Linked DNA regions of Danio rerio: region 1 is linked to region 2. The links are chromatin contacts, called in public Micro-C maps. All regions are on one chromosome and are shown on one strand. Each heading gives the region's core, a stretch centred on a gene start, on an enhancer-like site or on the middle of the called end of the contact. The rest is flanking DNA. Distances are from core to core; before and after follow the strand shown. Region 1 holds the start of fgfrl1a (fibroblast growth factor receptor like 1a). Region 2 holds the start of rnf212 (ring finger protein 212).

What was found. Hi-C and Micro-C count contacts between places; a contact is called where the count stands out from the background.
Region 1: a contact with region 2 is called in a Micro-C map of caudal fin, with 11 times the contacts expected there. The contact joins the promoter of fgfrl1a here to the promoter of rnf212 in region 2. A contact is called at or near these places in 6 of 18 Hi-C or Micro-C datasets (caudal fin, embryo, fibroblasts and 2 more) and 2 of 4 datasets of contacts at active chromatin or transcription factors (caudal fin and embryo).

The regions. Positions count from the first base shown.
Region 1 is chr14:19,931,084-19,938,308 of GRCz12tu, reverse strand. It overlaps fgfrl1a (fibroblast growth factor receptor like 1a), which reads left to right and starts at 5,593. Exons shown (of 7, transcript NM_200376.1): 1 at 5,593-5,653; 2 at 6,177-6,273. The coding sequence starts at 6,210. It overlaps rnf4 (ring finger protein 4), which reads left to right. Exons shown (of 8, transcript NM_001386248.1): 8 at 804-1,585. The coding sequence ends at 953.
Region 2 is chr14:19,772,996-19,779,358 of GRCz12tu, reverse strand. rnf212 (ring finger protein 212) reads right to left here and starts at 4,021. Exons shown (of 13, transcript NM_001423279.1): 1 at 3,763-4,021; 2 at 3,403-3,519; 3 at 2,803-2,864; 4 at 2,663-2,728; 5 at 2,517-2,573; 6 at 1,226-1,284; 7 at 1,083-1,142. The coding sequence starts at 3,511.

The DNA of each region.
Region 1 (7,225 bases), core at 4,344-6,843, 160 kb before region 2:
ATTAATGTCTACAAACTTCTCAACCCTTAACCCAACCAACATCTTTATCAACCTCTACACCTTCCCTGAACTTAAACCCAACCATCACAGGTATTAACGTCTACACCTACCCCAACCCTAAACCCAACCATCACAGTTTTTAATGTACAGCTGCTTGTTGTGGAGGCTTTCATTCTTGACGCGCTCGCCATATTCTGTTATTTACAACCACAGAGGGTGATGCCGAGTTGGCCAACTGTCATGACAAAATGGATTAAGCCAGTGAGTTGCAGGGTGGAGTTGCTAAATGAATAAATATAATATATTAAATCAATTAGTTGTGGATAAATGTGGAGAACTCAGAACATTTTCATCAAATGTTTTCATAAGCATTTCCGCCATCTTGCCAACAACATCTCGTTGCGACTTCTTGCTTGCTTCAATGGAATCTCAATTACTGCAAGTTAGGTCTCTCTAACTTACCACAAGTTACACCCCTTCATGTTACGCCCCCATCCTTCAGTCCGCAGACAGATACGCTTGATCTAATGCGCAATTCAGAATCTCGCCAGAAGTAGTAAGTCATCCACGAACTACTTCGCATACTGTTTTTTGAATATTGTGAATTCGGACATGCTAGTCAGTTCACAATGTTTTTGTGTATGTGATTTTGAACACAACCGTTGTGCATCCACAAATTTTTATTAACAACACTTAAGAAAATGCTATTGTTCTTGGTTGTTCATTTTATGCTTCAAAAAGCGAGTTAATCCAATAAAATTGTAGACCATGCCTCTCTAACCTTCTCTCATCTGTATTTTCAGATCATGGACAGTGGTAGGCTCATGGTCTCCACGAAATGCGGTCACCTGTTCTGCAGTCAGTGCATCCGCGACTCTCTCAGCAGAGCTCACAGCTGCCCTACATGTAGAAAGAAACTCACACATAAACAGTATCACCCTATATATATCTAACGACAAGACCAGCAGCTCATTTCAGCTGAATGCTTCTCGAAAGTTCTGCGGTATGAAACAACTTCATGTTCTCGCTGGCTGTTTCATGTTTACACTTGTTAGAAATAAAAAGGCACTTGATACAGAATGAACTACTCTCAAATTGTGAAAACACTGTAATGAATTATTGGCAATATATATTGACGTGGAGTAGTCTGGGTTTGAAGTTTTGGCTGCTGCGTTTTATTTTTTTTTTCTCAATTGCCCAGTTCGCGGTATTGAATGAAATGGTTTAGGTTAGGTTCCAGTTGGATTAAAAATTGAGTGACAACCATCATAATACATCTATAAAAATATGAGTTTATGTTGAGAACAAAATAGCATTCTGCTGTGAAGGTCTGTATTCTTGTCTAGTGTAATAGCGAGCTTTTTAGTGATAGATTGGGGAGCTTCACTTAAACCTGATCAATCGATCTGAAGGTAAATGATTCTTCACTCGTTGGTTAACGGTGACGAAGCGAAAAAGGTTTGTTTGTCAACTGTACATGTTAATATTTGTATATACTTTGTTGTATAAATGACCTGTAAGTTAAGAGGTGTTAGTAATTCGAAGAACATACCATTTATTTCAATAAACATTTTGATCACCGATAGCTTGCTTTGTTCTATGAGACTTTTAAAAGCTTCTTAATTTGAGCAGGTTTTAATGAAATGGCCGTACACCCAAAGCGCTTCACAATCATTAAGGGGGGGTCTCTCCACACCACCACCAGTGTGCTGCATCCACTTGGATGATGCGATGGCAGCCACAGGATAATGGTGCCAGTGGGTTCACCACACACCAGTTAAGTTCTAGGTAGAGTGGAGAGACAGTTATAGAGCCAATTCGGTAGATGGGGATGATTGGGAGGTCAGGATAGATGAGGACCGATGGAGAGAATTTGGGCAGGACACCGGGGTTACACCACTACCCTGCTAGGGAAGTGCCATGGAATATTTAATGACCACAGAAAGTCAGGACCTCTGTCTGAAAGATGGAAAATTGTGAAATAAAACTGAAAATAGTTTTTCTCAATTTTATTGTACCAAAATCAAGTGTTGTGTCAGTGTTTATTAATACAGAAAATGTGTGTGTGTGTGTGTGTGTGTGTGTGTGTGTGTGTGTGTGTGTGTGTGTGTGTGTGTGTGTGTGTGTGTGTGTGTGTGTGTGTGTGTGTGTGTGTGTGTGTGTGTGTGTGTGTGTGTGTGTGTGTGTGTGTGTGTCCGTCAAAATAGTTAGCCCTCCAATTAAACTTTTTTAGATTTTTTTTTTTTTTCAAATATTTCACAAGGAGCATTTCATATAAGGTTTTTATTTATTTTTTATTTATTTATTTTTTTATATATACAGTTTTTGGGTCAATATTATTAACCCCCTTTAGAAATACTATTTTTTTTTCTGTCTACAGAACAAATCACAGTTATGTAGTAACTTGCCTGATTATGCTAACGTAGTAAATAATCTAGTTAAGTATTTTAATAGTAATAATAATAATAATTAGGGTGTCCGCAGGTTTTTAAAATGTCTTAAATCTCAACTGAAATATAGTGAATTTTAGGCCTTAAGTCTTACATTTACTTAAATTTTGTGTTGTAGGTCTTAATTTTCCTTTGTTCAAGTTTAGCTTTCCAATCTGGCCAACATGCATATAATTACCAACAATTAATCTCATTAAAACTTACATTTTATTTTGTTTTTTATACTTTTTTTTGTTTGTTTATTATAGATTTTAAATCTTTTAAAACAGTTGTCACTATTTATTTTTAAAGCAAGGCTAAGTTGAAAAAAAGTGTATGTTTATGACTAGAGCTGGCTTTTTTTTAACACAATATTTAAAATATTTTGCTAAGAAATATCTAAAATTTATTATTTTTTTATTAATTTATTATTGTATCATTAAATGTATTACATTTATTTATTTATTTTTTGTTTATTGGTTTTAATGAACATAAACAAACAAAAATGGGCAAGACAAATGTATCAGTAGACAAGTATAGCAGCAAAAGGCAAAGAGAAAAAAACAATAAATAAATTAAAAAATAATAAATAAATAAATAAACATACAAACAAAATACAAAAATCATAATACACAAAGTTATGCTGAGATTAAGGTCACACTTATTATAAAAATACATCAGATGTTTTCATAGAGTCAGGGGATCATTAGAGTCATGATCCATATTTTTTTGAAAGGCATCCCCTTTGTTTTATAAGTAGTATGTATATTGTTCCAAGAGCATTGTTTCATTCAAGAGTTGCATGAACAGTTCAAATGTTGGAGGTCTTTGTTGGTTCCAGTTGAGCAAAATGCATTTTTGCTAGATAGTTGATGCCGAGTCTCTTTATAGAAGTAGGATCAAGTGTCTTTTTCAGTTCTGTACCACAGAGGTATAGTGTTGGTGTGTTGTCCAATGGAACTTGCAAAGCTTTGCTGTAAAGTCCTGTACTGCTTTCCAGAAAAAAAAAAAAAGCTTTTTGCATTCCCAAAAAACGTGCATGATTGATCCTGAATAGGAAATTGTAATGATTTTTCTGATAGAGCAAATAAAAATCTTTTCCATCTGTGCCATTTGAAAAAGCTAAAAGCGTTTAGCCCTGTATGAGTCTACAATTTCATTCATAATAAAAGTCTTAAATTTAACTTGATGAAACCTGCAGAAACCCTGCTGAAATTTCACTAAGTTGAACACTACTACATAAAAACATCCAGTCAACATGGCAAAGACAAAAGAAATTACTTAAATAAATAATAAAATAGTAAAACTATTTGTTGTCTTTGGCTTTTTTAAGTAGGCCTATGTAATTTTGATACAAGGGCGATGCAGTGGCGCAGTAGGTAGTGCTGTCGCCTCACAGCAAGAAAGTTGCTGGTTCGAACCATAAAAACTGACAGGTTATAACGCAGGAACAGGATATATACAGTATGTGTGTGTGTATGTGTGTGTGTGTGTGTGTGTGTGTGTGTGTGTGTGTGTGTGTGTGTGTGTGTGTGTGTGTGTGTATGTGTTTTTGTGACATATCAGGACACTGTATAATGACATGGGTATGACACAGGTATTACAAAACGGAGGTGAAATAAGAGGACATTGGTGACGTCCTCATTTCTCAAAATGCTTATAAATCCTGCAGAATGAGTTTAATCAGAGAGTAAAGCTGCACACAGTCTCCTGTGATGATTGGGTTTAGGGGTCGGGTTTGGTCAGGGCAATACAATATACGTTTTGGACAGTACAAAATGAATGGAAACCTATGTAATGTCCCCACTTTTAACAAAACAAATGTGTGTGTGTGTGTGTGTGTGTGTGTGTGTGTATGATGTTTAACAGATCAAGGAAAATTTGATACAATTTTATTTTGATACATTTTGTTACTGCTGTATTTTGTAGTTTATTTTGATACACTCAAACTTATTGGTATTTTATTTTAAAATACATTTCAATGTGTTTTTGTCCAGCCCTGACCACCACTATTCTTGAAACCCTTTTTTTTGTCAATGTTGCTGTCCGACACAAGATGGCAGCAGGTGATCACATGTTAGTTATTACTAATATATGATGATTACCATCTGGTTTTCAGCGTTGATTCTTCGCCAGTGGAGGGCAGCAATGAGCTCTAAGGAGCTGTGTGGTTTGTAATGGCTATGTAGCTTTTTGGGTGCAGATAATTTTGTCTTATGATGCCATACATGTTTATATTTGTGTGAATGTAATGTACAATTCTGTACAACATTTAAATACAAACGTTAATACTGTCTGGACTTATGCATTTGCATTAATACAACGAAATTTTATTATTAAAAAAGTCACATAAGAATAACACTTGCAAATTTGATCTCTTGATTAAGCCAGCATTTTCATATACGTGATGTTATTCCAGCTGTCTCTTGCATTTTACTCAAGTTTCCACGTGTTATTGTTTGTTATTGTTTGCGGATGTTGGCCGCTGTGCCGAAAAAAGCCAATTGTGCATTATTCTACTCGTTATGGTTGTTGTTTGTCATGGTAATCAGACAGTTAACAGGGTTTATTTATATTAAAATATTTTATGAAATATATTTAATGATGAAAATTGGCATTTTGAAGGCATTTTTTTTATTTGTCTACGATTTATTATTATTTATTCATTGTGAAAGAGTTAAACTGAGAGTGAAGAGGCTCGCTGTGATTGGTCAAAAGTTGGCCGTAGGGCTGGACCGTCTCACACTCCACTCGGTGTGTATGTGTGTGCGCGTGTGTATGTGTGTGTCTGGACGGCGAAACATTTGGTTAACGGTAATTCAAACACCGTTTGATACATATTTAGGTGCTGTTCGCAATTTCACCATGCGTGTTATTTGCTACCTGAAGAATACATGAACATAAATTCGCCTTGAATTGAAGTGCGTGCGCAACAGGGCGCGCGCGGCGGCTGTCTGTCATCTACAGAAGTTTACGGCAATCAGCGCGTGTATTAAAAAGTGTCGCGCGAAAATACATGACGTCAGAGCGTCCAGGAATACAGTCGCGCGTGATAATTAAACAGATTGAAAGAGCTGGATCCAGGGTTGCGAGCATGTGGATTTCGGATGTAGCCTCCAGTCTATATGAAATGTCTGGAGTGTTTTAAGAGGATGTAACCTTAAGCATGATATTTTACCTACTAGCTGCGAGGAACAGATTTCTGATCATACTTTCAATTGTTGGTAAGTCTTAGATGTTTGGCTTTAAATGATATTTTTACGCGAAATGTAACTTTTACCTACTTGCAACTGCTTTTTTATTTATTTAATTATTTGGAATAATTTCCAGCTTCTAGTTGTGCTGTTTGATTTAATAGAGACAATGCTTTATTAAACAACCCAAGTTTTGTTACTAAGGTAAAGTTAGTTTTATATTTAGACATTCGTTCATTTAACAGTCCCTATATTGTTAACTTTGAATTTTCGGTCTGAATTAGCATGCAAGTTCTACTTCAAACCAACATTAGCACGATTTAATTGTGAACAAGGTTGTACTTGGATAGTCATTGGCTGCTAATATGATTTCACTATTGAGAATGCACAAAGAATACTTTTTTGAAATAATATTATTAAGGAGAATGTCTGAATGTGAGAATAGAAGACCAACTTTACCTCAATTGTTTGTGATTCAGTGTTATGCATGCTTAAAAAGGTGTCATCGCCTTAGTAATTCAGCCACCAACAGATTTCGTCCTATTTTTCATAGATTGAAGAACCAGAGAGCTTTAATAGGGACATCATGGAACTTCTTTGGATAGTTTTCTTCATTTTTGACATTATTTTCATCACAGACTGTGCTAGAGGTGAGTACAAATATGTTTGTGAAAATGTTGAAAATCCATGTAAAGAAATCTCTAATGAGTTCTAAGGTAATAATAAACATTTTGAATGTAAATTTGTCACACATATTGATGTTATGAAAGTATCTTTTCTGTACGCTTATAGACCATTTCAATGTGGTCATGACATTGGCCCCTGAACATTTTCTGCTTGTTATCAAACTATTTCAGAACTGTAACAAGGGGCAATTCAATCTTATCTTAATGTTAAAACAGCTATCACAACATGATCAATATGTGGCATGGGCTGGTATAAGATACTGATGGTATGATAAACTTGGATAAAAATATCACAGATTCACTGTTTCATGGTATTGTGGTAAAAAACTAAAACACTTTCCACCTTTGAACACAATGCATTTTATTTGAAGAAACTTTTACAATATTTTGGGACAGTAACCATGTCAGGCTAAATAATTCAAATGAATCATTGACTTCTGCTGTCTTCATTAGTTTAGAAAAAACACAGATTTCATGACAATTTAAAACAGCATCTTTGAATGTCTTCTCTGCTGGAGATACTGCTTTTTAAAAAAACTTAAAACAAAACTTAAAAAAACACCCTACATGTACCATAGTAACGGTGTAGCAGAAAATTTTGGCAGTTTAAAAACCTCAACTTTTCCAAACTGTGGTGTACCTTGATAACGGTTAGCACAAGATTTGTGTTAAAAAGTCGTAATATATACGAATATAAATAATATGTAATATAATAAATAAGTTGATCATATTACTTATTAATCTTTTCATGTAGCAAAGTATTTTAGTAATTGTATGTGCTTTAAAAAAAATAAATCAAACCCCCTGATGCGTGAGAGAAATGGTTTTGTATGTCAATTAGATTTTTTTTTAGGAGGGTTGTCGGAGGCTTACAGGGAATGGTTTGTTTGTTATTTTTGTTGTTAGTGTTTTGTTT
Region 2 (6,363 bases), core at 2,772-5,271:
GACATATGGTATAGGTGAATTGGGTTAGCTAAATTGTCCGTAGTGTATGAGTGTGTGTGAATCAGTGTGTATGGGTGCTTCCCAATACTGGGTTGCGGCTGGAAAAGCGTCCGCTGCTTAAAACATGCTGAAATAGTTGTCGTTCATTCCGCTGTGGCAACCTTTGAAATAGAGACTAAGCTAAATAAAAATGAATAAAAATGAATGAATGAAATTTTGATATTTATATGAATGTAAAAAAATATGATATGAAAATATTAATTTTTTTATACGAAAGTTTTCTTGACCAATAATGCCACAAATCCTAAACATAAATAAAGGTATTTCTTCTGGGGTTCAATGTTACCGAAATCTTTTTTCAGAGTGTTTGAATGCTGGTTGCAAGCCCTGTACACTGAAAAAAAAAATTACTTGGTTTGGTAAAATCTAAGAAATTTCCTGTCATAATTTTTCTACTATTAAATGTAATATTACATGTCACGCTGAACTATAACTAGTAAAATATTAATTATAACTTAGTAAAATATTAAATATTTACAGATTTACTTCATGTAATAGTTGAACTGGATAGAAAAGATTGAATATTAGTATTCATTTACTTGTATTGTTTAAATGTTTTCTATTCACTGCAAATAAATCAAGTACATTTTAATAGAAAAGTATTGACTTGTTGGGATAGCCAGGAATGCTGACTAAAACGTGACATGCATTTATTACAAATATATAAAACAATTGAAGTGTAAGTATCACGGAAATCTAAAATAACATTTAACTAATAATATTGACATAATTTGATAAAAGCAATGTTCCTTTTGCTAAAAAAAAACAAAAACAAAAAAAAATCGAAATAAATATTAAAAGATAATTAATTACATTTTACTTAATTTATTTAGGTGTTAGGTTAAACCTTAAGTCAATGTTAAATGATATTGACAAGCTCACTGTACTTGATATAAGATTTAAGATATAAGATAAAATTTACTTGAAATATACTTGTGCAACTTATTACAAGGATTATATCAAATAAATCTAAAAGGTGATTTTCTTATATTCAATCTATTCAGAAATGCATATTGAAATACCTTTGATTTTGAACAGTTGTCTCCAGCTTTGATATGTAGGCATTCTGTTCCGCTATTTTCCTGTAAAAAAAATACATAAATAAAACAACAACAAATAAGACAAACAAAATGAGTGGCTGTATTACTGAAATACTTATACTTACTTAGACATCATCTGCATCTCTTGTTGCATTTTCAGTCCTTCTTCCTTCATTCTCTCAATCTGTGCTCAGGAGTGTTGTAGGACATTAATTTGACTTGGTAAACAAGAATCTTACCTTGTGCACGTTATTAAAAAAATAATCGATCTTTGCATCCACTTGTCTCCACATTGCATTCACATATGAAAATATGAATAATGCTATCCTAGGGCTGGGCGATTTTGCCTAAAATCTAAATCTTGATTAATTGAACATTTTACCTTGATTACAGTTGATGAATGATTATTTTATGTGTTCACTGATAAGTTTTGTACAAAAAATATGCACACATGTAATGTATTTACAAAAGTATGCATTTACATGAAGACTGTGTTGGATACCCGAGGGGTCATGTGACTCCACTCGCGGTAGGGTAAGTAATTGAAAAAAATGACCTGGAAAAATTAGACCAATTATAGGTTCTAAATGTTGATTTTAATTAATCGCCTAGCCCTTTGTTATCCAATAAGGTCTCTAAACGCAAATCAATGCATTTAAGAGATAGTTCACCCAAAACTGAAAATACTGTCATCATTTACTCACCCTTGTTCCAATTTGTTTTGTTCGTTTGTTCTGTGTAACACAAAATAAGTGTTTTGAGGAATCTTGGAACCATTAACATGATTGACATGGCTGGAAGGAAAAACAAATGCTATGGAAGTCAATTCTTCAAAATATTTTCTTTTATGTTTAACAGGGAAAGCAAATCTCAAACTGGTTTAAAACAAGTAAAGGGTGAGTAAATGATGACAGAATTTTCAGTTTTGGGTAAACTATCTCTTTAATTACAAGTATCTACAGTTACAGTTTTAGTAATCCTTTTAATATAAAAAAAAATCTATTGTTAGTTTATGTTAGCTCAAATAAAAAAACATGAAATAAAATTTTAAATCCAGATCCTAGATTCGAGTAGGTTTAAAATTATAAACCTAAAAAGAAAAATTCCACACTCAGTAGAAAAAAAAACTTTAAAAGACGTTTCTGGAATTTTGTTTTAGAAATATTTTTGACTGAAAATCATGTTAAAATAAGCAAAGATAACGTTTAAAAAAATCTATAATATGAAATTTCCAAATCTGTGCAGTTACGAGTCATTCTAATCGTCACATCAATTTATAATCACCTTCAAAATGCTTCTAACAAGTTTACACTACTCTAAACAAATAAAAAACTAAAATATATTTCTTTTTTCATAACTAATGTAGCGTGTCACCAAACCATCAGTAATGTTCACATTAAGGTCAGATGATCTCACCGTCTGCTGATAGTAGGCCAGCAATCTTTTCTGGTGTTTGCCCTGGAATTGTAAGACCTGAAAAGCATAAATAACAGAAATGTTTATGTCATGAGTGCATGCCTGATTAACATAGCTGAGCTCTATTCAACTAAGCACAGGATTACCTTGCTTATCTCTGAGAAGTACTTTACAGCAACTGAACTGATATCTGAGAAAACGTCTGAGCAGCTCTGTAAGAGCAATAACCAGATTAGTGCATAGTTTGTTAATAGTAATCTCCATGACAAAAAGTTTGGTGTCTTACTTTATCAGAAAGGGGAGAGATCTGACATTTTGCTTTGCAAATGAGACACAAATTTTGCTTTCCTGATGTGGGAAACAAAGACAGAATTTCCCCTGTAAAACTGCAGAATCTCCAGCAGAGGTCAATATATCCACATATTTACTTTCTTTGAGCCACACTATAGTAAAATACTTGGTAATTCTAGAGTTGCAGTGGTAATACAACCATAGCAAAATAATACCAAATGACTCAATATACTGTTTCTAAAACTACAGTGTATATTGTACTACAATACATCACAGTTTACTGCAGTAGTATAAAGGTATGCTAAAATATAGTATTTATTATTTAATCAGTTAATCCCATGTTGAGTGGTTCGTTAAGAAAAAGTAACTATTATACAGTATGCTATACTTTACTATAGTATGGTTCAAAAACACTATGTGTTTACTATACATTACTATAGTAAGTTATATTTCTTATGTGGGATATCGTCAATGAAAATAGGTTACGTTAGTCAATTAGACAAAGCATTAACGTTAAACACCTAACGTTATTTGTAAAAACACTATGTCCTCTGAATAAAACAACCTGAACGCTTTTGTGTTGAGGGTGTTTTACCTCTTTGAAAGCACACATTGCAGATGATGTGGCCGCAGCTCGTGACCGCCATCTGACGCTCAGGGCCGGATGATGTGAAACACGCGTTACAGCAGATCCAGTGAGACATTATTAATTCTGTGCGAGTAAAATAACTTGTTTGCTAAAACTTCCATAAGTGAGTTAACTGCCTTCGTCATTTCATGTAACAGCCAATAACAAGCCATACATAAAATCTGTTGCTCCTCCAATTAACTTATATCTAACGTTAACAGTTAGGTTCCTAACTTCTGAGCTAACGTTAACTATACAAATAATCTTTTACTTTAAATTTTACTCTAAGGTGTGTACAAACGTTGTCGTGGTCACTAAGTTACATACCTGTATCCTCTTTTATTGATGTCTTAACTGATATCAGTAGTGTACGAACTAAACTGTAGGCTTGCTAGGTATAGCAAAAATAGCTAACAAAATAGCAGATTTTGGAACGGTAACGTCATCGTGGTAAAATCGCGCTAACTTACGACAGTCAGCGACCGTTTCCGCCTACACACTAAGGCTCTTGAACTTAATACATATTATTAACTTTACTACAGTTTTTTGTTAATACGTTTTAGATTTTTTTCTGATGGTGGTAGCACTTTTACTATAGCAGTGACGTTGTAATTAACCCTTTTAGGGTGTGGGTCAAATTACATAGAATTCAATATAAACCACATTTGATTATGAGAATACAACTAAATAAGTCAGATATGAAAAGTAAACATTTGGCATGGATAACGTTAGTTTAATTATAGATAATTCTCACACATTCTTAAAATTACTACTAAAATATTTAATTAAAGTATTAATTATAATATAACAAGAATATCAATAAAATGTTTTTTAATTATTTAAAAAAGATATTTTAAAACGTATTTAACAAATAAATGCAATTAAAAAAAAACATTTTATTTTAACAATTTATAATTTTAAAGTGAAGTGATGTTCAGTTCAAATGAATAAAACAGTACTAGCAACATTAAAATTAATTATTTCCAGTAAAATTAACAAACAACTAGATATATGTCACTGACACATGCAATTGTTTAGGATAAAAGTATCTGTCAAAGGCCTACATGTAATTAAGACATGAGCTTGTGTCATAACGAAATGCATATATTTTTTATGTTTTGTAGTACCTAAACAAAGGGCTGGGCCGATAAATGATATTATATTGAATCGTGATGAAGTTTATTTAAATAACAATGATAAGCTCTGGACCTTTTTTACTCAATATTAATCTAAGAGCCAATCACACAGCAGAAATTTGCAACAATGAGAATCTAAAAGTGTGTTTATATTATAGATGTAGCCTAACGAATTTTCGGCAACCGAAAATTTATCGGCCGAAAATGTTATGCCATTAATGAACCCTCTGAATTGTGTGGCCTCTTGTGTGCATATTTTGGATATGCACTCAAAAAAACGATTGATGGAATTGGCAAGATGCACATAAATTCTAAAAATGTGCAAAAAAACAACAACATATGCACATATCTGAGTAGGATAAACTTTTTATCGATAAGTAAAGATGTGTAAAAAACTGCGATGGAAACATTTTTATGTACAAATTCCATTATGCTCATTAAAAAAGGTCATGTGATTTTGTTAAAAGTGATGATAAAAATGTGTGCAAATGGACAAACCAGCAGGCCGAGCACATTATAAAACATCTGAAATAATGTTTTGGTCATTCTAAAACGCCGCAACCATTTCAGTAATAGTTTTATTATATTATTAATGAACTCCAGAATCAAGAGCATCTGTACTCCGCGTCTTACGCCTTCAAACGCCACTGCATGTAGCATTGCCTTCTGCGGTGCAAGTCATTTATTAAATGAAAAAAAGATTCTTGCAGCTTCTCCTACCGCAGCAAATTCCGTTTTTACTGATGATATTTGGCACCAGGTAATCAGGAAGTGACGATTTTGTTCTCTTTGACTCGTTGGATAGAAACACTGCTTTATTCGCATGTCTTTTATACGATAATCCAGTTTTACGCAGAAAGTTAATTTGCATTTTTGGATGTAAACATGTAAAGCTATTGTTTGTGTACTCTTATAAATCATTAACAACTTATATTAAAAAAAATATTGTTATTGTTCAATATGAAAAAATAATTATTGAGGTAGCTTTTTTGCCGTATCACCAAGCCCTACTTAAACCTGCATTTTCAGAAATTTAGCAGATCAAATTAATCAGCAATTGTTACAAATATTTAAAGTTCATCATCAACATCAGCTTGTTGAAACTTTATATGCGTGCTATGGTCATGAGTAAGAAAAACATTAGAACATGTTAAATAAAGAGATAAATGAAAATTAAATATAATACAATTTCTTTAAAGAAAAAAATAAAATAATTTTGGGTAATCCTGAATGGGGTATACTGTATGCACATGGACTTTTAATTTTAGCCAGCCAGCCTCTTCTATCCAGCCAGCGCTTACGGGGAACTGTCTTTAAATTCAAAATTGCCACGTTTAAGCTCTTATTTCTTTAAAAATCAGTGATCTTCACTGACTGATTAATATACAATATAAAGTCGGTCTCAGACCAGAAAAGAATCACTGTATTAAATTCTATTTTCCCCTGCCTGGTCTAAAAAAAATTGTTTTAACCCAGTTTTTTCAATGGAGTTTCTGCGCTTGCCTGCTGATCCTGATGGTGCTAGCGGTTACAGTCTTTCATCTCGTTTTACGTTTGAATAACTAAAGGCCGGCTCACACTGTGAGATTTCAGCCACGATTTTGTCATCTGAGACAAATTTGGGCAATCCTAAAAGATTCCTGAAATCCTAGGCTAAAACCTGTGATCTTTGATTGTTGGTTTGGCATGTTCACAGACAGCCACTTGGTGCCTGTTGCGATCTGATTTTTCCTCTGATGAAGTTCTGGCAGTGTCAGAAGATTTCAGAGACAACTCAAACAACCACGGGGAA